Linked DNA regions of Mus musculus: regions 1, 2, 3, 4, 5 and 7 are each linked to region 6. Evidence: chromatin contacts called from public HiCAR-type and promoter capture Hi-C data. All regions are on one chromosome and are shown on one strand. The core of a region is the stretch at or near the end of the contact, and the rest is flanking DNA. Distances in the headings are between cores, read along the strand shown.

The links. Promoter capture Hi-C pulls out the DNA fragments that hold promoters and counts their contacts. HiCAR-type assays count read pairs that join an accessible place to other places.
Region 1: a promoter capture Hi-C map of liver shows a contact between it and region 6, with 8 times the contacts expected there. The contact joins the promoter of Alox5 here to the promoter of Zfp9 in region 6. A contact is called at or near these places in 2 of 39 promoter capture datasets (liver and pre-B cells).
Region 2: a contact with region 6 is called in a HiCAR-type map of astrocytes, with 5 times the contacts expected there. The contact joins the promoter of Zfand4 here to the promoter of Zfp9 in region 6. A contact is called at or near these places in 2 of 39 promoter capture datasets (cranial neural crest and liver) and 1 of 115 datasets of contacts at active chromatin or transcription factors (astrocytes).
Region 3: a contact with region 6 is called in a promoter capture Hi-C map of liver, with 6 times the contacts expected there. The contact joins the promoter of Marchf8 here to the promoter of Zfp9 in region 6. A contact is called at or near these places in 7 of 39 promoter capture datasets (the 3T3-L1 cell line, cranial neural crest, hippocampal neurons and 2 more) and 1 of 115 datasets of contacts at active chromatin or transcription factors (astrocytes).
Region 4: a promoter capture Hi-C map of liver shows a contact between it and region 6, with 6 times the contacts expected there. The contact joins the promoter of Washc2 here to the promoter of Zfp9 in region 6. A contact is called at or near these places in 4 of 39 promoter capture datasets (the 3T3-L1 cell line, cranial neural crest, hippocampal neurons and 1 more), 1 of 484 Hi-C or Micro-C datasets (uterus) and 1 of 115 datasets of contacts at active chromatin or transcription factors (embryonic stem cells).
Region 5: a promoter capture Hi-C map of hippocampal neurons shows a contact between it and region 6, with 4 times the contacts expected there. The contact joins the promoter of Hdhd5 here to the promoter of Zfp9 in region 6. A contact is called at or near these places in 2 of 39 promoter capture datasets (cranial neural crest and hippocampal neurons) and 1 of 115 datasets of contacts at active chromatin or transcription factors (astrocytes).
Region 7: a promoter capture Hi-C map of liver shows a contact between it and region 6, with 5 times the contacts expected there. The contact joins the promoter of Mbd4 here to the promoter of Zfp9 in region 6. A contact is called at or near these places in 4 of 39 promoter capture datasets (the 3T3-L1 cell line, cranial neural crest, hippocampal neurons and 1 more).

What each region holds. Positions count from the first base shown.
Region 1 is chr6:116,459,907-116,463,853 of GRCm38.p6, forward strand. Alox5 (arachidonate 5-lipoxygenase) reads right to left here and starts at 1,272. Exons shown (of 14, transcript NM_009662.2): 1 at 969-1,272. The coding sequence starts at 1,118.
Region 2 is chr6:116,262,759-116,266,694 of GRCm38.p6, forward strand. Zfand4 (zinc finger, AN1-type domain 4) reads left to right here and starts at 1,461. Exons shown (of 10, transcript NM_001309446.1): 1 at 1,461-1,554.
Region 3 is chr6:116,336,538-116,340,396 of GRCm38.p6, forward strand. Marchf8 (membrane associated ring-CH-type finger 8) reads left to right here and starts at 1,485. Exons shown (of 8, transcript NM_001302383.1): 1 at 1,485-1,678; 2 at 1,849-1,953.
Region 4 is chr6:116,206,045-116,210,091 of GRCm38.p6, forward strand. Washc2 (WASH complex subunit 2`) reads left to right here and starts at 1,989. Exons shown (of 31, transcript NM_026585.3): 1 at 1,989-2,083; 2 at 2,163-2,285; 3 at 2,910-3,074. The coding sequence starts at 2,163. 9530062K07Rik (RIKEN cDNA 9530062K07 gene) reads right to left here and starts at 1,949. Exons shown (of 4, transcript NR_131013.1): 1 at 1,858-1,949; 2 at 1,110-1,213.
Region 5 is chr6:120,529,634-120,533,644 of GRCm38.p6, forward strand. It overlaps Hdhd5 (haloacid dehalogenase like hydrolase domain containing 5), which reads right to left and starts at 1,666. Exons shown (of 8, transcript NM_144815.2): 1 at 1,534-1,666. The coding sequence starts at 1,659.
Region 6 is chr6:118,477,841-118,481,614 of GRCm38.p6, forward strand. It overlaps Zfp9 (zinc finger protein 9), which reads right to left and starts at 1,433. Exons shown (of 6, transcript NM_011763.2): 1 at 1,366-1,433.
Region 7 is chr6:115,851,495-115,855,045 of GRCm38.p6, forward strand. It overlaps Mbd4 (methyl-CpG binding domain protein 4), which reads right to left and starts at 1,847. Exons shown (of 8, transcript NM_010774.2): 1 at 1,643-1,847. The coding sequence starts at 1,716. It overlaps Ift122 (intraflagellar transport 122), which reads left to right and starts at 2,034. Exons shown (of 29, transcript NM_001167763.1): 1 at 2,034-2,215. The coding sequence starts at 2,175.

The DNA of each region.
Region 1 (3,947 bases), core at 22-2,521, 2.0 Mb before region 6:
CCAAGGGTCTGCAGCGTGCCTGTCTATTACAGACTCACTTACTGAGCAAGTCTGATGTACTAGGCACTTAGTGGGTCACTGAAAACCATGACCTGCCTGTGTTAAGAGAAAGTCATGGGGCTAGACTTTACACACCAGCAGCATCCAAACGGAATGGCCTCCCACAGTGCCTGTGGGGCTGCCAGACTCCAAAGTCTGTATTAGGAGGGAAGAAAGGAAATCTTTCTTCCTTTTTTCCTTCAGAAGCTAATACTCAGGGAGGAAGTGTCCTCTTGCACGCACCCTGCTGACAGTCTTTCCAAAGGCTGCTCGGGCCAGACCTTCCTTCCTTTACATTCCTCCACTGGGACTGAGTGCAGGAAATGTAGGGTACCTAAGTGTGGGGGGCAATCCCTGGACTCATTCCTAGCCCCCAAATGGGACTGGGCTCCCTCATGACTCATGGGTAAGATTAAACCTAACCAATTTTTAGTTTGGTAAACGAAGGTCCACAGTAGGGATAGAAGAGTGATTATGCCCAAGTTGACTCCCGATCCTGGATCTCTGACTTACCCTGGACTTACACTGTCTACACAAAATGGCTAGCTGTCGAACAGGGCTTTCTATGCTTTGCAGTGGTACTGGACTCTGGGGCACTAGGACCTCAGAACTCCCGAGGTGAAGGGGCCTCTCACAAATTCTGGGTCCTGTTGGTGAAAGTTTGTGCCATCTCTCACATAAGAGGCCAGCCACATCAGTCCCCCACATTGGAAGTCATTTGTCCCTTAAGATACCCGAGTCATCAGGAAGTCTAGGGTGCCTCGCTTGCCCTGGCATGCACCGACTCTGGCGCTGCATCAGATCCCCAGATGCGCTCACATAGGGTCACGAGCGCGCTGGGACAGACAGTTCTCAGGTGCCTGCCTGTCCTGCCCCGCCGCCCTCCCGCTCTTTGCTGCCAGCCGTCGGTCCCAAGCGCGCATTCTCACCGCGCCCCGTTCGAAGTCATTGTAGAATGCCTTGTCCAGCAGATGCTTCTCGCTACAGCCCGCAGAGCCAATGAGGCTGAGGTAGATGTAGTCGTCGGTGCCCGCGAACCACTGGCTGCCGGTGGCCACGGTGACCGTGTAGGAGGGCATGACTCCGGGCAAGTGAGTGCTGCTGGTGTGGGAGCAGGAGCCCGCGAAGCTCGGCGTGGCAGCCCACCAACTTCTTGACCCTGTCACTCGCGGCAGCTCCCTGCCACAGTGGCCAGCAGCGGGCCAGCCTTGCGCTTGGGTCTGGCTCCACCCTGCGACCGGCCCTGCCTTCAGGCGCTGGCTCCGCCCCTGTCTCTGGCCAGTCCCAGGACCCCACCTTCCAACGCATCCTTCTCTCCTGTGGCACTGGAGGGACAGTGATCTCTGATAGGCTGAAGCCCTTGTTCCTCTGCCCCATCTCTACCTAGCTTTTATCCCTCATGCATTTTTGTTTTCATTAGTCAATTAATCCCTTATTTCTTCCATCTTTATGGCTTCTTGCCTGTTTCAGTGTCCCTCACTGTCAGCTCAAGAACTACCTGTGTCCTCATTCAGTTGCAGCACACAGCGTATGCAATAGTTACACTTAGAGCAGGGGGTCTGAAGCCCACAAGGAGAGTACCTGTAGCTCCACGGTGGACCCCAAGGAAACTTGAATGTTGGTTTCTTCACAAAATGAGTAAACCTTCTCTCTCTGGGCAAGGTACTGGGAGGCGCGGGGTGGGAGCAAACTTGGGGGAAATGGTTAGTGGTACTGGGAACCAGCCTTAGAAAGTAGTGGCCCGAGTGGGCGACTCCTAATCTGCACCTGTGGGACTGTCTGGAACTTTAATGGCATGCTTGCTGAGAGCGGACTTGTGATGGGAAAGGAGGTTGTCTTGTCCGGAGATGGCTTAAGGAGTTGGTTAAGACTGAGAGTCTTAGGGAAGAGTGGGATGCTCTTCAGTGAGAGCCTACCTGTGCATTTTGGGTAAAGGTAGAAAAGAAACCTTAAGGAGAGTGATTGCTGGAAGGTGAGGAGGGCTATCCCACTGTGCTCAGAAAAGCATAACATTGTTGCCATAGAGAGAAGGGAAAGCAGCTGGTCACTAGAAGGTAGGCGGTCAATGCACCCTCCTTAATTTACAGTGGAACAATGGGCAGCATTAATTTGTCTGTAATAAACTGTGCTACTACTTCTTGGTTATTTTTTTCCATTCTGCTTTTCCTGCCCTCCAGTTGATTGGATGGGGCTCACCTAGCAAGTGAGACAATGTATAACAATTAAATCTACAAAATCCTTCGATAATACCCTGCTCATGTTGGATGGAATGACTACATTCCATACATTGGTCATGCCACAGTCTAAGTGAGCTCTCTTCTGAAATTTTGAATCTTCTAATTTCCACAGATCCTTGGCACATTCCCTTCCCTTCTGGGTGGTTTCTCCTGCCTTCCTTCTGTACCTCTAGATCTTGTGCAAACTCCTTCCCAGATGTTGTTTCTTCTGTGAATCTGTTTGCCTCTCTTTGACTGCTACCCTATCACCGCTGCTCACACTTACTGTCACATTGTCATCTGTCCCAAGGGGATCTGCTCTGTCGTCATTTCTCCCATCATATTATGAGCTGCTTGGGGGCTGGGATTGTGTTTTGCTCATATCCTAGTTCAGCACACTGTGAGGTACAGAGAAGCTGGACACAGGCCTTAGTTATTGTTAGTCCTCTGTTATTGGGGAACCTGTAACTTGCCAGGAAAGCAGGTGTTTGTGGTTGGAAAAGCAGAAGGGAAGGGAAGAGAGAGGACCAGCCCTTACTTCCCCTTGCTGGTGGCATGATTACCTGACTCATGCAGCGGCGTGTCTGTGAGAGCCCTGGACCCTCTGCAGTCCAGTGCAATGGCAACAGGATGAACCTGCCCCTTCTCCCTTCAGCCGGACAAAGCAGACCTGGCTTCTGCTGGCCAAGGAAGTGACTGAAAACGTATCTGAGTAGTCACTTTCCTCTACAGGTGTGGACCACACCTAATTTTAGACAGCTTAAAAAAAAATACAGAGAATCACAGTCAGACATTCCGCAGAAAGTGAGAGACCTTGGGACATTCAACCCAAAATGCAATGTCTCCCTCAAATCCCTAACCCCAGAGACCATGGAATCCTCACATAAGAAGAGGCAGAAAGATTGTAAGAACCAGAGGGGATGGAAGACACAAACAAGGCCCCTTAAATCCACAGGAGCAAAGCACATATGAATTCACAGAGACTGCAGTGGCATGCACAGAGCCTGCATGGCTCTATACTAGGTTCTCTGAGTATATAGTGTGGCTTCCAGTTCAGTGTTTTATGAGATTCCTGAGTGTGAGAATAAGTGGGTCTCTGATTCTGGGGCTCTTCTCCTTCAGTTGATTTGCCCTATCCAACTTCAATATGACCATTTTTGTTTCTTGTTATCATATTTGCTTTTGTTATATTTTAATATCTCTCAGAAGCCTGTTCTTTTCTAATGAGGGACAGAAAGGGAATGGATCTGGATGGGAGGGGAGGAGCCGGGAGGGAAAACTGTAATCAGGATATATTATGTGAAAAAGGAATCTATTTTCATTAAAAGGGGAAATGTATAGCCTCATCCAGGGGAAACTAAGATAAGAGAATTAAATGGGAGCAGGAGAGAGCAGGGTATATGGGAAGGGACAGCTTACACTAAAGGTCCTGTAGAGAAGCCTACTAATGTAAAAGCATCCTAAAATGTGTACATATATGAAAGGAAATTATATATAATTATATAGTTATATGGAAATATATATATATGTGTGTATACACACACACACACACAGACACACACACACACACACACACACATTGGGATACCAGACATCTATGTCACCAAATAAAACCTCAATGTCAAGAATGGGTTACATCTTGCTGAATCACTGGCCAAAGGTGTCCCATGGACCTCTGAACACACCAGCTAT
Region 2 (3,936 bases), core at 211-2,710, 2.2 Mb before region 6:
GATCGAGCAGTGGTCAGGCACCAGACCTGAAGGGTTTGCTCTGTCGGTGGGTCTGGGTGCTGTGATGGTCTAGCACGTGAAAGGTTATGCATTTATGGGTTCTAAGCCCATGAGAAGAGCTTTCTACTGAATTCCCAAAAAGTGGGTCTGCAATCTTGTAAGGGGAACTGTGGTCCTCTGTTGTCTTAATAATGTGCAGAAAGTTTTATTGGAACACAGCCTCCATCATGGCTACATTATCTGGCTACCCCAGTCAGAATTCAGAAGTGACAGGAAATGGGATTTTTTATCTGTAGGCAAAAATTTGCCTCTCATAGCTTTTGTTTCCTCCTTTGTAAATGGTTTCAGTACTAAAATTGCAAGATTGTTGTTGAGAATAGACCTTTTTGTCTGCCCTTTAAAATGGTAGGTTATGACTGGTGATGTATGGTTTGATGAGGTTATGAAATGTTAAGCTAAAAAAATAAAATTTAAGCGCATCCACTGGATGCTAGAGCACGTGAGTGCTGTGAGTGATCACGATGTCCTGCGCAGGCACTGTCCTCCTAGGCTCTGTTCATGTTACCATCATGGCTCTGGCCTCAATAGAGTTGGAAGTTATCAGCCCAGTCATGGGCTGAGTTTAAGAGCAAGAGGCTGACAAAAGGCCTCACCATACCATCTACCTCAGTCCCGAGGAGTTGAAACTGTGGAGACTAGTGGCTCAGGTCTCGGAGGATAATGAGAGGGTGGGAGAAGACTGATCAGGGCCAGGGTTCTTTTGCAAGTTGACTATGAGGGAGCGCTTTCATGGTCCTCTGCAGTCCTCCTGGTAAAACACTTGAGTTGAACCTCCTATGAAGGAACCGAAGCAGCAGGGGCCCAACCTAGTTGGAAGGCATGTGTAGTCAGAAAGCCAGTCAGTTTATATCCCACTTCAGCTCGGTGCACAGCAAAAGTAGGACGGGATCTGAGCTCAGGTTGAGACTGTTTGACCTATAATCTTCAAATAGTTGCTCAAATGCAAAAGGCATATAGAAATGTTCCCATTTTACAGATGACACAACTGAGTCAGAAATGTTAGGAGAACGTGGAGTACAAGAAAAGGGTGACTAGCATGGACATCCTTTTAAGTGTCCTAGGCCATGAGTAAATAACAAATGCCAAAGACCCTCCTATCCCCAAAGAACCTTAGAAGTGCCCCAGCCACTCTGGTGCCGGCTCTTCCCAGACGCTGTGCCCCGTCTCCAGTCTCCTACCCTGCCCTAGACGGGTCCTGCAACCAGTTATAAAGAGTCAACATACGGGCCAGTTCTAACCGACAACCCTTCCTGAAAGCCCGTGCGACCCCGGCGTCCGAGCAACCGCCAGCCGCGGAAGACTAGGCCCCGCCCCTCGCGAGCTGATTGGAGGGCGTCGGCAGCGCTGATCGGCGATTGGTGAGCGGTGTCACAAAGGGCGGGACCGGAGCTTCGCGGGCCAGCGTAGGCCGGCGTCTCGGGCGCGCGAACTCCTATCCGCCTGCGGGCAGGCGAGCGAGCGAGCGGGCGGACGCGACCACCGGAGGGCGAGCGGGTGAGGGGCGCGGCGGGGCGGGGCGCGGCGCGGCCCGGAGGGAGGGCGGGTGGTGGAAGGGCCTGCTGCGTCTTCGCTGCCCCGGTGCGCCCGCCTCAGCTGCAGCCTGGTCACACCCGTGCTTCTCTGCCTACGGACTCACGGACAAATTGGTCGTACCCGTGGCTCGGGGTGCTGCTGACCCGACTTTGGGTCTGAGTGTGGTCCCTGCTGGTTGTGGCCCCAGGGCAGCACCCCCGCACTTGTGCATCGCTCCTAGGCCAGAGTGTGGTTCTAATCTGTAGCTCGATTTTCACACATCTGTAAAAGGACAAGAGTCACCTTTTTAAAAGGCTGCAACATATTGTGGGTATATTTATGTTGGGGGGAAAAATTAAAAACTAACTCGTCGTGTGACTAAGTTCCTGTGGACGAGAAGGAAGCAAAGGCCAAGGTACTGAAATTACCCCTTGAGTGCAGTTATTGCCGCTTTTGTTGGTTGGTTTTAGACATTTCAAAAGATGAAAGAAATGTTGGAAATTCACTTTGATTTTTCTCTAACAGTTTTCAAGATAAATTAGCAATTTAATCATCGTTTTATTTACTTATATTATTAAACATCACTATACGTTTTTATTGTCAATTGGTTTTCCAGTGCTCATTCATGCATACCACGGGCCACTTTGAGGATGCTTGCAGGCCTCAATGGACCCAGTTTTAGTACGCTAGGTCATTGGCCCACTTGAGCTTCCACTAGGCCATGTAATATTCTGCTGTGGTTTAGCCGGCCAGCACAACCTTTTGTCTTGTTACATTAATTTCCTTTGCTGAGAAGTATGACACAGCCGGGCGTGGTGGCGCACACCTTTAATCCCAGCACTCGGGAGGCAGAGGCAGGCGGATTTCTGAGTTCGAGGCCAGCCTGGTCTACAAAGTGAGTTCCAGGACAGCCAGGGCTGGACAGCCAGGGCTATACAGAGAAACCCTGTCTCGAAAAAAACAAAAACAAAAACCCAACCAACCAACCAAACAAAAAAGTATGCAACACAATTGCTTTCAGATATGGTCACCACCCTCGGTTCTTTTTGTGTATTGGAAATTATGCCACTAACTGGGACCAAACTTCATTTGGGAGTTCTTGTACCACTGATGATGCACCTACTGCTGTGCTGATTTTCTTCTACTTATAGGCACGTTAGTCTCATTTCAGATCTGTGCATTGAAGGATTACATGTTGCCTATGCGTATTTCACTATAATGCTGTTTTTTTTTTCTTTTTCTTCTTATAATGCTGTTGTTTTGTTTTGTTTTTGTGAAATTGCAGATTGAGCCCAGGGCCTAATATGTGCTAGGAAATACCCTATCACCTGGCTTCACATTTACCATGAGTGATGTAAGAGTGAGTAGTGAAATACAAACAGTACCACTGTTGCGTAGTGTACTCTTGCAGCTCTGACCCACAGTACTGGGAGCACAGTCCTTGTGTTGCTGCTGTTGTTTGTTTCTCATTAGTTCATATGTTGTGCAACTCCACTCAGAACAACTGTGCTCTTAGCAACAATGTTTCTTCCTGTGATGCCGTTTTTTTTTTTTTAAAGGAGCGTTAGCTATCTGCATAATTCAAGCTTCCTAAGAATGTTTTATATTAGAACTATGAAAACTCCCCTCTACAGTAGAAGTATCTGTGTATACGTGTTCATCATGATTTATAAGAATTCTGGCGTAGTGAATCAGAATGTGACTCCAGAGGAAACCAGTATCCCTCCACAGTATAATCACTGTGCCATTTCTATGACTATATAGTTGACTGTTAATTTTCTCTAATCTAAGGATTAGTGGAGAAAGGGAGTTGTTTTGAATTGAATTTCATTGAACAACCTTTAATGCACGCTAATGTGTGCAGACGGCTGAAGTGAGTGATAGAGACATTGTCCCTCCCTTACAACGCTTGTAGTTTACCAGCACGGGTGACAGACACAGAAACAGTCCAGTTTTGATGGGTATCATGGGTGGAAAAGATAGTAAGCATGAAAGATGTTGTGGGATCCTTGGTATTGGAGCCGCGGCTCTGGGGAGAGGTGTCTGGTTACTAGGCAGGCTTTGCATTATAAGCAGGCATTCTCTTTGAAGTGTGCCCCTCTCCGCGGAGCTGAGCTTTGAAAGCCGATTGGTAGCTTCTCAGGAAGCCTGGGAGGAGTTGGCCTGAGTAGGACAAAGCGGGAGCTCTAAGACTATGAGTAAGCTATGAGTAGAGGTACAAGGAGCGCAGGCATTGCTGGGGGAGTGCGGGTAAGTGAGCATGGCTGGGAGATGAAATATGCATGCTGGGAAGTCTTTCTAAGGAGTTTGAACATTGTTGGACAGATGGTGGAAGCCATGATAGGGCCTTGAGCTAGAAATAAT
Region 3 (3,859 bases), core at 235-2,734, 2.1 Mb before region 6:
TTTGAAGAGTTGAGTGTGACTAGTTGTAGGGTAACATTGGCCCCCTGGCTCATGCCTCACTTGGCATCCCCTGATCTACAGTCTAGGAGGGAAGTCATCCCCTTTAGCACAGACAGGAGGATTTTTACCAAAGGCCACGAGGCTTCTTGCATTGAGCAAATGGTCACCTCAAAGCAACTGCTTTTTTTCTTTATTTTAGCAGCTTTACCTTCTAAGTACAGAGGTTTCTTCCCACTTCCTGTTTGTTCCCTTGTTTGGACAGATGCAAGATTTTGGTCTCAGGACTCAGAGCTTTGTTTTAGATGAAGAGAGGCTTCAGAAATCTCTTGGGTAGGGAATCCTTGTGTTAGGAGACTCTAGCTTTGCCTAAATAATATTTCCAGCTCCACAACTACTCAGACACTTCTAGAACTTGGAAATCTTTGTCACTTCGGATGGCAGGCTCCCACACCCCCAAATCACTTAATTGACTCTTCTTGCCCATGTACGACACTAATGGAAGTTTAGTCCTGCCTTATAGGAAAGCCTGCCACCAGGGCAGGAGGATTCTCTCAGGTTGTAGCTGCTGCTTCCCACAGCAAAAATCTGCACGAAAAAAATTCACCATTCCATCTTCTAGATGAATGTTGCTTTCAAGGTGATCTACAGGAATGGACCCATTTTTTGCTTTGCTACATGGATCCAGATGTTTTGTCTCCTGACAGTTTGCTCTCTAAACAGCATAGTATGCAAACTGACCAGCATATTTGAGTATGCTGAGTAACCTGATTAGCTAAACCAACAGACTTACTTCTAGACAATAGAAAATCGTGGAGTACTGCAGGGATTGCCTTACAAATCTCTCATGAATTTAAAAAAAAATACCTTGAATGTACCGTGTAATAAAGATTATTGGATAAATAAAACTGCCAGTGGCCAAAACCTCTCCTTCTGTAAGATGTGACTTAGGAAAATTAGAATGTCAAGAAATTGTAAAAGTTAGGAATGATAGCTTCTGAGAGAATCTTTGGGTCCAACCAACAGTACTGTGGTGGGGACAAGTCACAACACCAGTGTACAGGTATAATCAGGGATGAGTTTAATGTAGACAAAGTAGAGTCAAATACGTCTTGTCTACATGGACAGAAATATCCTCATAAAAATTATGAATACCATATTTACATATCCATACCATATACACTCAGAGTCTCTCTAGGTTAGGGAGTGAGAGAAAAAACAAAACAAAAAACCCTGCTCGTCCATACACACAAACGTTTTACCGCGTAGTTCTCGCTCCCACTTCATTTGCTAGCGCACCGGAAGGTTTACCTTTCTCTACACTGAGAAGGTGAAGCCGGGCGGAGTCTACCAGCAGCCTCACCCAGCGCCAGTCTACCAGGCGGCCGCCGCCGCTACCCCGCCTTCCCAGCGCCCCAGGTCGCCAAAGCAACGCTTTTAGCCTGAGGCGCGGCGGGGCACGTGACCGGCGCGTCACGTGACCGGTCAGTCGGCGTCCTCTCGCTGGGTGGTGTAGGCTGCGCGCTGACCCAGCGGCCCTGCTGCGTCCGGCCCGGGTCATGCAGGAAGCGGGCCGCGCGTGGAGCTCCGCGCCCACCTGAGCTGCTCGCGCCGAGGTGCGGCGTGGCGGGGCCGCGCGCTCCGGGCCACCAGGGGTGTGGCCGCTGGGAGGCCGCGACAGGTGGGTGCGCGGAGGTCTCGGGCCGGGGAGAGGCCGCGTGCTGCGGGGCGGGGTCCGGTCACCCTATCGGCGGGCGGCCGAAGGTCTCGGGCTCTCTCAGGTGAAGTCCTGCCCGGGCTGGGCTGTGAGGGCGCGCACCGGGCAACCCTCCCTCCCTGCCTCTGCTTCAGTCTCCGCGTCCGTCCGAGATGGAAGTGTGGATTCCTGGTGTCTGAGTGCCTGACGTGGCGTCTGGACGGTGCTGCTCTAGTAGAAGCGCTGGAGGCAAAGCGTAGGTAGGCTGCTTTACATTTTAATCGCCGCCCATTTGCTCGTCTTTAAAAATGTTTTTTTTTTTTTTTTGGACTCCTTCATCTGAGTCAAGTTTTTTTAAATAGGGAATTTATTAGGGGAGGATTATAATGGCTCACGTTCTTCTCACGTATCTTTAACGCAGCTAAACCTCCCTTAAAAAGAAAACACGCTTCTCTGAAAGCCCATTTGAAAAAAAAAAAAAAAAAAAAAACAACAACAAAGGAAGAAAGAAAGCCAGCCCTTTTCTGCTTCTTTGTCTCCCCCACGTAAAGACACACAGTGGTCATACAGCTGTCAAGATTTATTATGAAGTGGTTTTTTTTTTTTTTTTTTGTCGTTTTATGTTTTTGTTAATTTGATGATGTCTCAAGATACGTATGAAGTATGGCCCTTCCCATTATTTTTTTTTTTCTTTATTTTGTTCGATTATATGTTATGCAATTAGAGAAATAATAAATATATAACTTATCTCTTGGAAAAAACAGCAGTATTTCTGATCAGCCCCAGGAGGGACTGCAATCGTGCTTCTATATAGTAGACTTCACATGTACTTGCTTGGTTAGTTACTCAAAATGGGAGTGGAATACTTCATTTAGAATACTCAAATCACGTGCTGTGAAAAAGAATGTATGAACTATACATGGAATGATGTGGACACTTTTTTTTTTAAAAACTAAATGTTGAAAATCTGAAGCAAGAAAATTTTGCATTTTGAGAGATTCAGTGTGTGAGACCCTATGTTCAATAAAATCAAACGAAATATCCTGTTGGATGCAGTGAATGAGGGTATGCAGAGTGTGAAATTACTGAGGAAGTTAAAATAAAGAGCCATGTGTACTTTCCTAACTTCTTGTTTCTGGAGACTTTATTGATAAGAGATGTACTGAACTTTGATGTTAGCAGGGAAAATCGCTGGGCACGGTGGCGCACTGTGATCCTGGCAGTGGGAAGATAGAGGCAGAGAACACATTTTAAAAAGTTTGTCCTTTGTGAGGAGGTGGCTGTTGGTCGTCTAATGTCTGTGACACCCAGGTGAGGTACATTGTCTTTTCCAAGACAACTCCCTCCTTTACCTTCTCTTTAAGTATAGGCAGACGATGAAACTGTGTTGCATGTCTTGGCTACATCCAGGATTGTCAGATGAAACACACGATTCACAATTAAATATGAATTTTAGGTAAACACAAAATATGTGGAATGTACCTAAACTAAAAACAAATTTATCATTTATTTGAAGACAAGGTTTCCTTGCTTCTTGTTGCTAAATGTGAGTGTTTTAAGTCCAGCATGGCTATGTCATTTAAACCAGCATTAGGAGAAATTAGTTCAAGGCCCAGACAGGATGGAATAGATTCTCTTGTTAAGCTTCCCTGTTGGGGGCTGCAGATGTGGTTCTGTAACAGGGGGAACGCGTAGCACGCACAGGGCCTTTGTCCAGTCTCGGATAACAAAACAATCAACCAGTGGGAGCGAGAAATGAAGAGCCCTCTTTACTGTTGGGTGAGCCATCTGCTTGAAGGGCATCTTCTGTCACAGGAGTTCTGTCCCTCTTTTTCCTCTACCATGTTCTGTTTCTTCACTTTTCTTTCTGAGGATTAAACACAGGCTCTCACACAAACCAGGTAACTGCTCTGTGACTGGTTCTGCAGCCCACAGCCCGTTGTTTATAACGTCCCACGTGAGTACTGATTTCATGTCCCCTCTCTCTCCATTTCTCCCTCTGCTCCCACAGCTTCCTCTGAAACATATGGCCTCTTAGCCTCGTAGTCTTTATTATTGTTTTACATACACACATGAACACATGAATTCTGTTCCTTTAGTATTTCTTGTATGTATATGTGGTTAAGGCTGACCATTTGGGATTGGAGGATTGGGTAACCTATCAGG
Region 4 (4,047 bases), core at 739-3,238, 2.3 Mb before region 6:
CTCTAACCTTAATCCCTAACCCTTAACCTGATCCTGACCCTCAACCCTAAGCCTAACTATAATTCTAGTTCTGACCCTAACCTTTTTTTTTTTTTTTTTTTTTTTTTGAGATATCATGCCACCATGCAGCTCTGACTGGCCTGGAACTCTCTATGTAGAGAAGTTGGAGCTCAAACTCACAGATAATCTGTCTACCTCTGCCTTTCAAGTATTAGGTCTCAAGGGGTTTGCTTACCTCAAACTGTATTCTAAACTCTATTAAAACTACTCTTAAGCTAACCTTAGTCAAACACCCTTCCCTAACACTAATACTAAGCTAAGACCAGGCTGCCTTCACACAAACATGTATCAGTTTAGATATGCCTCTTCAGGGTTGGGATAAAGAAATTGTGTGCTACCATACCCAGCTGTGTAATGAATATTAAGGCTGCCCTAATCCTAATTAAACCTTCATCTGTTACGCTCACCCTAAGACTAACGCTCTCCTAACCATAATTCACAACTATCTCAGCATTAACCGTAACACTAAATCCTAACTATAACCCTTCCTTTTATGAGTTGCTTCTGAGGTAATTTTTATTATAACAATAGAAAAATAACTAAGACAGCCACCTTAACCCTAACCCCCAAAATAGCACCATAACCACAATGTTAATCATAACCCTAAATCTAATGTCTATCTATAACACCTGCTCACCCTAACAGCAACACAGATACAATCACACTAATGCTACAGAAACCAACCTGAGCCTTTACCCTGGCTTTACTAGTTCACAGCTGACTACTTGCTCATAAGCAGTTAACTCCCCATTCCCTTCTTTCCTCAATCCCTGGCCCCCACCAACCTACTTCCTCTCTCTGGATTGATCCATTCTGGATATTTCATATAAATAGAATAACCTGTGCTCATGTATATGACTGACCTCTTTCAATTGAAGTATTTCTAGGTTAATTCATGCCCTATCATATATCAGCATTTTATTTCTTTTGGTGAATTGCGTGGTTCTACAGCATTTTGTTTATCCATTCGTCACCTGATGGACATTTAGATTGCTTCTGCTTTCTGGGTATGGATCAACACTACAGTGAAAATTCTTGCAGATTTTTACCTGAGCAGGTTTTCATTTGTCTTAGTTGCATACCAAAGAGAAATCTTTAATGAGGTTTCAACGGAGGTGGCCACAAAGCAAAATCTGAAAGTTGGAAAAATAATCTGCACAGGAGAAATGATAAGATCTAAGGTGAGCACTCACCATATACCAGGCACTATCTGTTTTAACACCTATTATCGCTTCTTTTTTATTTTTATTTTTCGAGACAGAGTTTCTCTCTGTGTAGACCAGGCTGGCCTCGAACTCAGAAATCCGCCTGCCTCTGCCTCCCAAGTGCTGGGATTAAAGGTGTGCGCCACCATGCCCGGCTGTATTGCTTCTTTAATATGCAGAAGAAAGCTTATAGAAGAAGCTAAGTAACTTGTTCTCGGGCACACAAAAAGGAAAGATAAGGGGTTATTTCTAAAAGTCAGTCTGGGCAAGACCAACTCAGAAAGGGGTCTGTTCACAAGGAAGTGCTAGTGGACAGCCAGGGGAGCTTTGGATTTCGATTTCTACCCCTCCACCTCCCGGCCTTGAATCTCAGCTGAGGGTTTCAAGAATTTCAAGCGGATCCACATTGAACTGAAACCAAACCGGTTAGCAGATGTACACATTGAGGGTCACTGTGGCCCTGGGCTAGTCTCACATCACATGCATAATCAATAAAGCCGCCGCACATCCAGGAAGTCGTCCTCCGCTCTCCTTCCTCTTCAGCTCCCACCTGGTAGGCCACGGGACTCCTCAGCATGGGCCCCACTGGTACCTTCCGCCTCTTTCGCACTAGCTGGCCGCTTAAACACCTTCTCTCTGGTCAAACCCAATTACCCAGGAGCTACTAACCCATAGCTCCCGATCAGAGGCTGCGCCCCAGGTCACGTGAGGACACCATCACGTGACGTGAACCATGTGATTACCACCGCGCTGGGTGGGCAGTGTAGTAGCCACTCCCGTAGTCACTTTGGAGCTTGCTGAGTGGCGGTGTCATCGTGGTGAGGACGGCGGCCCAGGAGGGCAGGGCTGGATCCTTCGCCCCAGACTCAGCTCTTCTTTTTGTCCTTCTCGCTGTAGATGAACCGGACGAGCCCCGACTCGGAGCGGCCTCCGGCATCCGAGCCGGTGTGGGAACGGCCCTGGTCGGTGGAGGAGATCCGCCGCAGCAGTCAGAACTGGTCTCTGGCGGCTGACGCCGGTGTGAGCGGGGGACCCGGGGCCAAGGGAGGGACAGAGTTGTAGTTACCCCTCCTCGGGGACACGCTTCCTCCAGTATTCAAAGGCGCAATCTCAGACACCGGGGAGGGCGGCCCTGTGGGCTTCTACCCAGCACTCTGCCGCGCAGACGCGGGTTTCCTTCCGTGCAGTGGCTTTTCAACCTTGCCCTCCACGCCATCCTGCTGAGCAGATTCTGTTTCTGCCCTCTCCAAGGACTGCTTTGTCTCTACGGAGGCCCTTCTGTATTAGAACTGGGGCTAAATGGGGCAGCACATATTTTTGAGTAGATCTGCTCACTTCGGGACCTAAGAGCTCAGAACTTTCATACAAGTGGGATTTGGGGTGTTTTGTCACACTATGTGGTCTCTGGAGCGTGACAACCAAACAGGGCTTTAAATCCCTGTAGAAATGTGATACTGGTTTTGTGTTCTGGACAAACTTATCTGATGAGCTTTCTTAATGCTTTCCAGGGTCACCTGACCTTAGATCAACAGTATCATCCCTTTTTCTTAACATAGGGGCAAAAGGGGAGGGGTTTTTTGTTTGTTTGTTTTGCTTTAAATCACATGTAGTGTTGATACTTGTGTATGTTTCTTTTCAAAATAGCTACTACAGTTTCTACAGGAATTCTCACAGCAGACTATCTCCAGGACTCATGAAATCAAGAAGCAGGTGGATGGATTAATTCAGGAGACCAAAGCCACACATTGTCGTCTGCATAATGTGTTCAATGACTTCCTCATGCTGTCTAATACCCAGTTCATTGAGAATGTGAGTTGTTTTATGGTATCTGACTTTCGAATAATCCCTTTTGGGGAGTAAGAACTATTGTCATTTATAATGATAATAAGGTTCTCTTCTAAGTTTTGGTGGATAGATTGGTTCTTGGTAACTGAAGCTCCTTTCTCTGAAATCAGTGTCTTTTATCAGTAAAGTTCATGGGTTTTACAAACCTTTAAAAACATCTAATAATAAGGTTTGCCTCGTGCTGGTTTTTCTGTTTTTAGTTTTGAGGGCAATTACCATTTGAGCAGAGTTGTGTGCCTCTCAAAAAAGCCACTGTGCTCATTCAGTATGGTCAGCTCTAAGCCTGGCTTGGCCTCACGTGCCCCACTTTTGCCTTCAGTCCCTAGAGACTTTATGTAGGTCCATCATGTCTCCCTCAGTTGTGTAAGTGAATGCAGATGTCTGCTTTGCATTTCGTCATCTACAGTTTTCTTTTTCTTCCTTTTCTTTTTTCTCCTTCTGTTTGTTTGAGACAGGGTTTCTCTGTGTAGCCCTGACCGTCCTGGAACTCACTCTGTAGACCAGGCTGGCCCGGAACTTACAGAAATCTACTTGCCTCTGCCTCCCAAGTACTGAGATTTAAGGTGTGGGCCACTACTGTCCCGCCAGCACCAGTTTTTCAATTTGGATGAATATATGACACAGAGTCACCAGTACAAATGCTGCTGGCCTTTAACTAAAGTGTATGTGAATTTTGTTTTCATAGTGAGTTCCTGCAATCTGCTAGGAATACACAGATAAATTATCTTGGTAGAATTACAATAGAAAAGACGCAGGCATGCCTGGAGCCATCTAGCAAAGGGAAAGGAATGTATTGAGAACAGGGGGTGGGGTGGGGGGCTGTGGGGGGAGCTTAGTTCATCTGATCCAAGAATATTTTTCTGAATTAATTTGTAGAAAGGCATTGGGGGGGGGCGGTTGTATTTTTTTTTTTTTTTTTTTTTAGCAGCTCAGGATT
Region 5 (4,011 bases), core at 416-2,915, 2.1 Mb after region 6:
TTCAAACTGAGCTAGCAGCCAAGCTGGGGCCCTTTTCATCACTCCTTGGGCTGTTCTGGAATTAAGTGAGGATTCTGGGAGGGGCTGAGGTCTCCATCTGGCCACACCGCTCACATCCCCTGCTTCAGCTTCTGGCGAGTTCAGGTCCACCCCTTGTAATCAGTCTATTTCCTCTAATCGGCATATCTCATTCATACTCAGTGCTCTCTCAGGATTCCTGCAGCCCTTCCCTCAAAAACTCAAAAAATTCCTAGGACTCATGGGTAAATTTCAGAGGGCCCATAGAAGCCCTTACTTTTTTTTTCAGAGTTTTGGTCTGATTTTCTCATCTTACTCTTCCCACAGAGAATCAGCATACAGGTCTGAAAAGCTAAGAGGGTAGGATTTCTCTATAAACACCATGCTTAGACCCCTCTAGGGGTTCAGTAATGGCTGTTGTGTGACCCCAAGGATAGCTGGGACGCACTTCCCTTGAGATAGCAGTTCAATTTCATTTCTGTCCCATTGTGAATCCAAGCAACACTGCTCTGGATCCCTGAAAGCGGGCCTAGTGGCACATGCCTGAAAACCAGCACCTAGGAAGCAGAGGCAGGTGGATGGGTCAGCAAGGACTTTTGGCTAGCCTGGTCTACAGGTCAGTTAGGGAACGTATTGTGGCTTCTCACACAAACACACAACAAATCTATTCACTTATAATTTCAAAATAAGTCGAGAGAAGTGTGTTAGGCATGGTAATAGCACTGTGGTTCAGTGTAAAACGCCTCTTTTAAAGCTTCCCACACAGTTTAGGGTTTAAATAATAAAAACTCCAGGATTTAAAGTATTACAGCCATAAAGCGGGAGAGAGAAGCAGGTGCGCCAAAACGAAGTGATTAGTTGTTTGAAAAATAAAAATATGGAATTCATACTCTCTCATAATTTTTGGAAACTCACATTAAAAAAAAAAAAAATCAAAGCCCAGCAAGAAGGCTAAGCTGTTAAAAGTTTGTTGAACAAGGCTGAAGATGAGTTCCACATAACACACACTGGAAGGTGAGAACCCCAAAGTTGTTCTCTAACCTGCCTACTACTCCTTTCTCTCTCCCTCTCCCTCTGTCTCACATACACACAACACATGATGATGATGATGATGATGATGATGATGATGATGATGATAACAGTTCCTTTGCCTTGATGGCTGCACACCTGAGCCGTACAGTTTACTGGCCATATTCAAACAGTTACCTTTTTAGAAATAAGAATCCGCGAACCCTTACTTCGAGCAGAAGTGGAAACGAATTAACTGCTGAGGCACATTCCTGACGCGCGGGAAGGAGCTGCGAACCCACCCGAGGCTGACCTGGGGTTGGTTTTTCTCCGGACAAGGACTCTTCCAGCGGGTGGAAGGTGCGCACCCGGACACCGCTTCGGGAAGGACGAAGGGTTCCGCGGCTCCACGGTCTCCGGGAGGGCGGCCCCAGGCCAGGATGCTCAGTGGCCCGCACGGCCCTCCCGCCCGCAGGCCCTGCGAGTGCAGACCCCATGCGTCCTCACCTCAGCGCTGCCCGCGATGTAGCCCCTCCGGGGCCCGCAGCCCTGGAGCCCCGCAGACAGGCGCACAGGCAGTTTCCACAGATGGCGCCCGGCGCCGAGAACCCCTAACCCGGCGAGCGCAGCCATCGCGCCCGTCGCGCGCACGCGCAGACTGTGTGTCTCTCCCACTCTCGAGCCCGGTGCCCCCTTCCCACGCACAGCCGAGCAACCAATCAGCGGCCGCCCGCGCAGGGCCTCTCGGGGGTTGTAGTCCGACCGTGGAGCTCGGGCTCGGGTTGCGAGTTCGGAGCGGAGAGCGCGTTCCTGACACTGAATGGCGAGGCTCTGGGTCCCTCGCTTCCCCGAGAGGAGACTTGGGGTCAGCGAGTATCGACTCGCGGCCACCCGTGCTGGGAGGACAGACACCTGACCAATCAGTGCACCTGCTGACTTCCGGGAGCGTGTTCCTCGGCACTTTTTGGAGCTGGGGTGACCGTGTGGAACAAGGCAGCCTAACCTTGAATTGGGGAAGAAGACCATTGTTTTGAGACCTAAATCCTCTGAGCCTCATCCAAAGAATGTTGAATGGCGTGCTGCTTCTTACTCTTTAAAATCTTTTACTCAGTAAACATGCGCGGCAGTCCTACTTCCTGCGGGCTCTGACCCAAAATCCGGGAAGGAAAGATCTCCTTGATTCACACTTGGTAGGGAGGCTGGGATCAGTGTACGAAACAAGGTAAAAAAAAAAAAAAAGAGCACTGTCCCGAGAAGTCAGATAATGGATTCAACAAACATGTAATGTGTACAGCTAAGCACTCTGAGGAGAGAATACGCTTAGGTCAGTGAGCAAGGACAGTGGAAGTCAGTCTGGTCATCCTGACATAGGAGCCTGCTGCAGAAAGAACTCTCTCTTCGCTTTGTTTGAAAGGTGTGAGATGCTCTCTTCCTTAGTCTTTGACCTGTTCCTGGATATAATCATGCCAAAAAAAGTAGTGAGTCGAAGAGAATGGGTTGGAGGGTCAGGAATGCACAAGGACTCCGCGCTAACTCACTTCCGTTGTGTCCATTGCTTCTCAGCTTTGAGGACTAAGATCATAAATCAGAGTAACTGCTGTTGATGAAAAATTGGAAGATGTATTGCCGTTAGTCAAACCCACCATAGCACACAGCACCTAAGCCCAGTCAGGGGATACCCTGTCCAGGTTTGGTTTTTGTTTTGTTTTGTTTTGTTTTGTTTTAACCTCTTCCCGCTTTTCAAATAAGAAACTAATTTAGGAATAGGTGAGGTGGTGGCTCATACCTATTATCCTAGCGCTCCAGAGGCTTGCAGAAGGATCACCCCAAGACATTATCTAGATGATGATGATGATGATGATATAAAGAAACCAATTTAGCAGCCTGAGGGTTTTAAATGTACCCACACTTGTTCTAGTGACAGCCTCCCCTGTGAAAACACATATTTTACCCCTCACCAGATCTTCAGAGCTCAGTCTTCACTCCATCCTGCACTAAGTCTGGATACAACTGGTAATAGGGAGGGTCCCTCTGAAAGCAACAGGATACGTGCATAAAAACATATCTGAGAGAGACAGTGTAAAACACCACAGCTTCTGTCCTGAATGGAAGTTCATTGAATTGTGTAGTCTGGCTCTGTGACTTTTTTTTCCCCAATGCTTTTTTTTTTTTTTTTTTTTTTTTTTTTGTAAAGACTTATTTCTTATATGTAAGTACACTGCAGACACTTCTGTCTTCAGACACTCCAGAAGAGGGAGTCAGATCTTGTTATGGATGGTTATGAGCCACCATGTGGTTGCTGGAATTTGAACTCAGGACCTTCAGAAGAGCAGTCGGTGCTCTTAACTGCTGAGCCATCTCTCCACCCCTTCCCAATGCTTTTCATAAGAAAGTTTTTAAAACAAACAAACAAATAAACAGACAGAAAAACAAACCGGGGACCTTGGGGCAGTGGTGGCACTTGCCTTTAATCCCAGCACTCTCAAGGCAGAGGCAGGTGAATCTCTGAGTTGGAGGTCAATCTGCTTTCCAGAGGGAGTTCCAGAAGAGCCAGGGCCACACAGAGAAACCCTGGCTCACTCTCCTCCTTCCTCTGCCCCCCCTCCCCCGCCAAAAAAATCAATGACTAAAATACTAATGATCCTTTAAATCCTAAAAAAATGATCACTTCAAAACTTACTTAACCAGACCAAAACCTTGCAAAAGTATCTTATGACTTACAGATAAATCATAACGCCCTAATTTCTTTTTTAAAAGATTTTATTTACTTTATGTATATGAGTACACTGTAGCTGTACAGATGGTTGTAAGCCTTCATGTGGTTTGTTGGGAATTGAATTTTTAGGACCTTTGCTTGCTCCAGTCAACCCTGCTCACTCCGGTCAGCCCCGCTCGTTCAGTCCCTGCTTGCTCCAGCTCAAAGATTTATTTATTATTATACATACACTGTAGCTGTGTTCAGACACAACAGAAAAGAGCGTCAGA
Region 6 (3,774 bases), core at 183-2,682:
GGAGCACTTCTTCAAGAACCTTACATGTGATCCATTTTCTCTTATATATGATTCCTTTTGGTTCTGTTGCTATGTCTGCTACCGGCATTGGGACTTAGTTTCAATGCTATTATTCTTAAAGTGAAAGGAATTAAATCATGGTGAATAACCCTCTGTGCAGCCTCCGGTCAAGCCTTGACAGCCACACAACAGGTTTAGATCCCTGTAATTGACTGGCCTCTCAAAACAGGCTGAAACAGGGGGGTGGGGTGAAATTAAATTACATCTTAATGAACTGTTGCATGGCTGCCAAATCTAGCTTTGAAACAAATGAAGCTTTGAAACAAAATTACCTTCAAAAATAGCAATTTGAAGCCACATGGAGTGAGGCACACTTCTAGCCCCAGCACTGTAAAGGCCGAGGCAGGCAGATAGCAAGATTAAGGCTGGTTTAAGCTATAGAACGAGAGCTAGACCAGCTTGGACTACATAGTGAGACATTATTTCAAATAAATACATAAATAAAGTCATTAATTAATTAGACAACAGTTTTAGTACCATATTCCCTAAAAAGGTATATCGTGTATATAGATTAAAAACAAAAACAAACAAACAAAAAACCAAATGCTTAATTCCAGTCAGCCGGGTGCATACCAAAGGCCTAATGTATAAGGCCAGATACAAATGCGCCAATCATCAGCCTTAGGAAATCTCCTTCGTAACAGAGAACACAAATGAACAACAGTTCTCATCTTTTAGATCTGTCTCTGCTGGACGGGGTGGCACACACCTGTAAACCCAGCATCCTGGAGGCTGAGGCAGGAGTTTCAACAGCTCCAAACTAGTCTGGAGCTCCAAGGCCAGATCGACACCCCACCCCCAATCTGTTTTACTTCTATTCCCTTAGAGGGTGAGTGTATATAATTCCCAGATTCTCAGGAAAATTTAATACTGAAAGACCTTTTTTTAAAAAGCAATACTGTACTTCCAAATAACTGTTCAACAGTCTAACAAAGGATAGCTGAGGGATATGGGGAGGGAGAGCCTTAATTAATCTCTCACACTAAGGGATCCAGAGGAGGCTGGAGGAGTTTTAGGAATAGAAGACTCCAGGTATGATCAAGTATGCTTCAAGGCTGTGTCCTCAGCGGCTGCACGGAAAGCAGACGCAGACAGGACTGCGTGGAAGAGACAAGCCCGGCAGAGTTAAACAATAGAGGATTACGACCACCCGCAGGTACTGGGTAAACCAAACAGCCTCTGTGAACAGCTTTGAGGGGCCCAGATGAAAGGACCTGGCTCTGCTGGAAAAGCAGCAGCCCGCCCTGCTTGTTCCACAGCACTCTGCAAGACTGCCCTGCTCCGTGCGCCCTGAGCGATTCTCACCTCGGTGACAGCGGCCTCCGCTGCAGATGCCCGGGGATGGCTGAGAAGCGGGAGGACGCCGACGTGGCGGGAGGACAAGGCGAGTGGGTGCCACGTCACCCGGGCGGTGGCTCAGACCCGCCTGCCTCCCGCTGATGTCCCCTCCTCTCCCCTCCCCTTCCCTCCCCTCCCCTCCCCTCCTCAGCCCGCCCAGCGCGCTCCTCCCGCCGCCGCCCCACAGGATCGCGTGCTCGCTCGCCCGCCCGCCCGCCGCAATCGGAGAACCCCTCAAATCGGGGGATGCCGCGGGGCTCGGTGTCCCCCGCAAGACGAAGGACAAAAGTTCCTCAGCTGACAGGCGAGGGCTCTGCCCATGCGCCTAACGGCCCTCCTTTCTGGACTACGCTTTCCAGAAGCCTCCGCGATGACTCCGTGTGTGATCACGTTATGAAGTTTGGCTCTGAGTACCTCACTGTTGAGCGCTGCGCTGCTTCCCTAAGGCCTGATCTTTAAGGGGATGATTGAACAAGCAATGGGCACCCTGCGGAGTTAGACAGAAGGCCGTCAGAGGGTGCGCAGTGTGTACGGTGGGGTAGCTTAAATACTTGAAGTTTACATCCAAGGAGCTTGCAATTTTGTCTTAGGATTACTACCTTTCAAAACTATGTAAACGATAACACGAAACGCGAGAAACTAAAAAAATATGTACAGTATATATAAACCAAAAGAATACACCAAGTAAAGTGCCCTACATGTTAGTCCCCGCCTCCCCCTGGCCAAATTTTTAAAGTTGTATCCTACCGATGCAGAATGCCATTCTTATCCTCTCACTAAGAACGATGTCCTGAATATGTAAAACAACTTGTATATGTCCTTGGCCATAACTTTAGTCCGCACTGTACTAACCTTAGAAATATGGAAATATTACATTCTTCATACGAAAGTTACAATTTTTACACATAAATGTATACATATAGCATATATGGTGCCAGAGCTTTTAAGATCAACGACTGAGCCCCGGGCAGCCATAAGGACTCAGACTCATTGACTGGTCCTCAAAAGGCCAACTTAAGAGACAAGGGGACCAAACAGCCTGCAAGGTTCAGGATAAAGGTATTGTTGGCACAGAAACACAGCTCTTGCCTCTAAGGGGATAACTCTAAGGGGTTATTGTGAACTGAACATAATGATGGTCCTGGAACATAGACTTAGGGCACCCCAAATTTCCTTTTCCAACGTGCAAGCTGCTTCCCGGGGCTGTTTTATTTTGTGTATATGGGTTTGGGCCTGCATGTCTGTGTATCATGTGGGAGACATGCATGATGAAGCCAGAAGGGGGCATCTGATCCCTTGGAACTGGAGTGACGATCAGTCGTGAGCCATAATGTGGCACTGGGAAATGAACCCCTGGTCCTCTGGAAGTGGACCCAGCACTCGTCACCTCTGCCCCATCTCTTTGGTCCCTTCACAGAGCCTTCAGAGTAATAGAACAGAAGAAGTCATCAATGAGGACACTCACACACACTGGCGGAAACAATAGATGGGCAGGGTAAAACCAAATGGGAAAGTCTTGGCCTCAGACGCTCTCAGATGACACTCATAGCCTTGGGTTGGTGAGGACCAGCCATCTCGTTGTAGACTCCAAGTAATTTACCTGATAGTCACAAAGATGCCAGCTCACACATAGCAGAGGGCAATCAATTGCTTTTAGGAGTGCTAATGTGCTGGGTCACGTGACTGTGTGTGTGTGTGTGTGTGTGTGTGTGTGTGTGTGTGTGTGTGTGTGCAAGCGGGAGCGCAAGTACACTCACTGAAGATGGCCCACGATAACTTGACTCTGAACTGGTAGCATTCCAAATTCTCTATAACCATTGAGGTTCTAGTAAGCCTTTCAGGAGACTCTACTTCTCAGGGATCAGAGAGTGAAGGGCATCCCTAAGAGGAAATGGGGTCGCTTTAGAGTAAGTTGCCTGCTTTGCCTCCATGGCTGGCGTGGGGGATTGGTTTGAATGAGGAGGTTAAGAGGCGGCTCGGAAACAGAGTAGTAAATTTCAGAATACAACCTGTCCTCCCTGAGACTGGCCATTTGGGGTGAGATGTCTGAGCCATTAGGAGTTAGACCCTAATTGTTCTGCGAAAGCTTCCCAGGTTACTGGCAGGAGCCCAGCAGTCAGGCCCTGGCTGCTGGATGGTAAGGTTGGCTTCTTATTTTCAGCCCTTTTATTTTTGTCCTTTTGACTCTACAAGTCATAGTGACAAAGCAAAGACAGGAACTTCATCCAATGTGGCCACATTGGGGAGAGGAACAAAGAGAGCCAGTGTCCAGATTTCCTAATGTCCCCCTTCAGGGTACTCAAATGTGGCTAGGTTTAGATAGAATACAAGAGGTTTGCAAAGCTAGGTAGTCTCATTCTAAGTGTGGCCCTGCAG
Region 7 (3,551 bases), core at 597-3,096, 2.6 Mb before region 6:
ATCACTTTGTGAGGTTAAAATGTACTCTCATTGGGTGGTGAAGAGATGGCTTAGCTGTTAAGAACACGAGCTACTCTTGCAGAGGTCCTGAGTTCTATTCCCAGCAACCACACGATGGCTCACAATCTTCTAACTGTAATCACATGGGACCTGATGCTCTCTTCTGGTATGCAAGACAAAGCACCCACACCCACACCCCATGTATATAAAACATATATATAACATAAATAAATAAATCTCTAAGAATTATTTTACTCTTATTGACAAATTGTGTGATAACAAAATCAAATCACCTGCAGAGTGGACCCCGAAACCTAGGCCCACCTAATACTTCTCCCATACTGTTATGGGGGGGGGATAGTTCCCACAAAACCTCCAGTGCAGTGGATCTCTTCCCCCTTTAAAGAATTTATTTATTCTTATTTATGAGCACCATGAAGGTGCTGAGGCCTGAATGGACTTAGATCCCCTGGAGCCAAGTTATAGATGGATGTGAGCCTCTGCTGTGGGTGCTGGGAACCAAACCCAGGTCCTACAGAAGAGCAGTAAGTGCTTTAAACAATTGAACTATCTCTCCAGTGTTTAGTACAGTGTATTTTAATCACTAAACTATACATTTTAAAAGTGAGGGGTTGGAGAGATAGCTCAGTGGTTAAGAGCACATATTCCAGGAGACTCCGTACCCACATCAGGCAGCTTATAACACCCTGCCTGCAACTCCAGCGCCAGTGAACCTGACACCTCCTCTGGTCTCCACCAACACCTACGTATATAGACAAACACATAAAGAAAAAAAAGTGGGTCTCTAGAGAGACCTTCTAACCCAACCTACTTTCTACAAATAGGGAAATAGGGACACTAAGCAAGACCTAGAGACTAACCACAATTAGAACCATGGCATTCTTAGATGGAATTTGGCGTTAGGTATCAGCTAGAAGGATCTTATAGGGAGACAAGGTAACTGAAACCTGAGGGAATCCCTACAAAACTGTTAGGTTAACAAAATGGGTCAAAACCCCAGCTCGCTACTTATTATTAGCTGATCTTCCAAAGAGAAAGTCACTTTGAGCTCAAAATCTCCGTTCTCCATCTGTAAAAAGGAAGTAGCATTAAAAAAAAAAAAGTTTTGTTGTTTGCTTTTGAGCCGGGAATCTTATGTACCATAGGCTAGCTTTGAACCCACGACGTACCAGAGACTCATCTTCAACTTCTGATCCTCCTGCCTCCACAGGCAGACGCCGCCAAGCCCGGATATTCGGTGCTGTCGCTCGAACCCTCGGCTTTGTGTTTACTACGTAAACACTACCAACTTAGTTAAATGCCCAGCCCTTAAAAGTGTTTGAGCGCCCAAGTTTTGGGACATGCAAATACGTGCATCATTTTAGCCCGGACACAACAGTAGCTTCCTCTGTGACTTGTCATAGGGCTATTTCTGAGGGTCCCTTCCGGCCCAGGCTAACCTGCTTGCATCACAAAACCTCCCTTGTCCTCCAAGCTCCCCAGTCAGTTCGGCCAAGGAATCGGGTACACCCTAGTCTTGTTCCCACAGGGCGACAGCTCTAGGTGCCACCTTGTGTTAAAGGTTAGGAAGACCCACACAAGAGCGACTCCTCTGAGGCCCGAGAGAGGTTTAATAACTTGCCAGCGATCCCAAGGCGGGTCTGGAACTAGGCTCTCTCCACGGACTCTGTTGTCCCCAAGGTTTGGGCTCTCCATCCCTGCTGCTTTGGTCCACTGGGGCGCAGCTGCAGCTCCAGGCCGAGAGGTGGAGTAAAACACAACTCAAACCACTGAGCCGAATCCAAACACCGACGTGAAAGTCAATCAACCCACACAGCAGCCTTCCCGCCACCGCTTCAGCTACAGATGCCACAGCCAGGGTCCCGCCAATCAAACCCTCTGTCGTCAAGACTCCCCGCCCCACCCACCTTTCCGGACCAATCGCTCGTGTCATACTTACGCTTCCGCCTCCTGCGTCCCTACGCGCCCGGCGCTTCGGCGGAGGAGGTGGGCTCCCTTTTGTACATGCGCACTTGGAGCTTTGGGAAACTCATGCGCGGTTCATTGCGCATGTGCGTTGCTAAGGGTAGCGCAGGTAGCTGAAGTGGTTTGTGGAAAGAAGCCTGTTGCTGCCGAGGCTGGGAGGAGGGGCCCGAAGCGTGAGGGAAACGGCGATGAGGGCCGTGTTGACGTGGAGAGACAAAGCGGAGCAGTGGTGAGGAGCGGGAACTTCGGGGATGGCGGGGAGGCGGCAGGAACCGGCGCATTGCCATGGCAACGGGCCTGCGGCCTGGACCGAGGACTCTGATTCCGTGCCTTCAACTTCCCAATGGAAGAGAAGCTGAGATTCCTGGAGGGGCATAGGGATCATCTGAGGGAGGCTGGAGCAGTTTATACGTCATCATCATCCAATTTCACTTCTCTCTTCTCAAAATTCCTCACCCACCAGTGTTTTCTCAGCTTCCTAACCATCCTCAAAGTGCCCACACTTTTGTTTATCTGACATTCTTTAAATTTCTCCTGTTTTTGTTGGTTTGTTTTTGAGATAGAGCCTCACTTTAAAGCTCTGGTTGGTCTGGAATGCACTATGTTGACCAAGCTGGCGTTGAACTCACAAAGATACATATGCTTCTAGCTCCCCAGTGCCGGGATTAAAAATTTTCGAGCAGGAACAAACAAAACGGTGTGAGTAACTTGCATCTCGGTTCTGAGCATTTCCACCTGAGCTGAGATCTACTGTGTCTGAAACAGGACATTTCCATGTACGGTCAGAGAAACATGTAAGATGCGATCAAGTCAAGACATCTCTTGATTGGGAAGTTTGAGGAGTATTTTCAAAATTAGTACTTAAGAGTGAGCTTAATTTAAAGCTTAATTTTAAATACTGAGGATTAAGGCTTAGTATTTAAGAGCACTTTGGATAAGTTCCAGGACAGTCAAGTCTACACATAGAAACCCTGTCTTTAAAAACAAAAACAAACGAACAAAAAAGAAAAAGAAAAAAATATATAGTAAAAAAAAATATTGGGCTGGAGAGATGGCTCAGAGGTTGAGAGAACTGTCTGCTCTTCAAGCGGTTCTGAGTTCAAGTCTCAGCAACCACATGATGGCTCACAACCATCTATAATGACATCTGGTGCCCTCTTCTGGCCAGCAGGTGTATATGCAGGAAGAATGCTGTATACATGATAAATAAATCTTTAAAAAAAAATCAAAAAGTGTTTTAAAAAGAGAGAATGACAATAGAATGACTCTGTCATCTTAATTAATTTGGTATGATTTGATATCCTATTCTATTTTGTCATTAAAATCCACCAGCCAGGAACACATTTCAGGAAATTCTGGCTTGACTAATTCTCAGCTTGACTCAGAGTCTTCTTAGATGGTCTGGTCTGTTCCCCACCACTGTCTGTCCTGAGACTTTTCCTTGTGAGACCTTTCCTGAGATCCTGAACGTCCCTCAAGGCTGGCTTTGGAGGAACTTGCACAAAGAGCAGCTAGTGCTGACATGATTCCAACACTAGCTAAGACCTTGTGCCCTTTACCTCAGT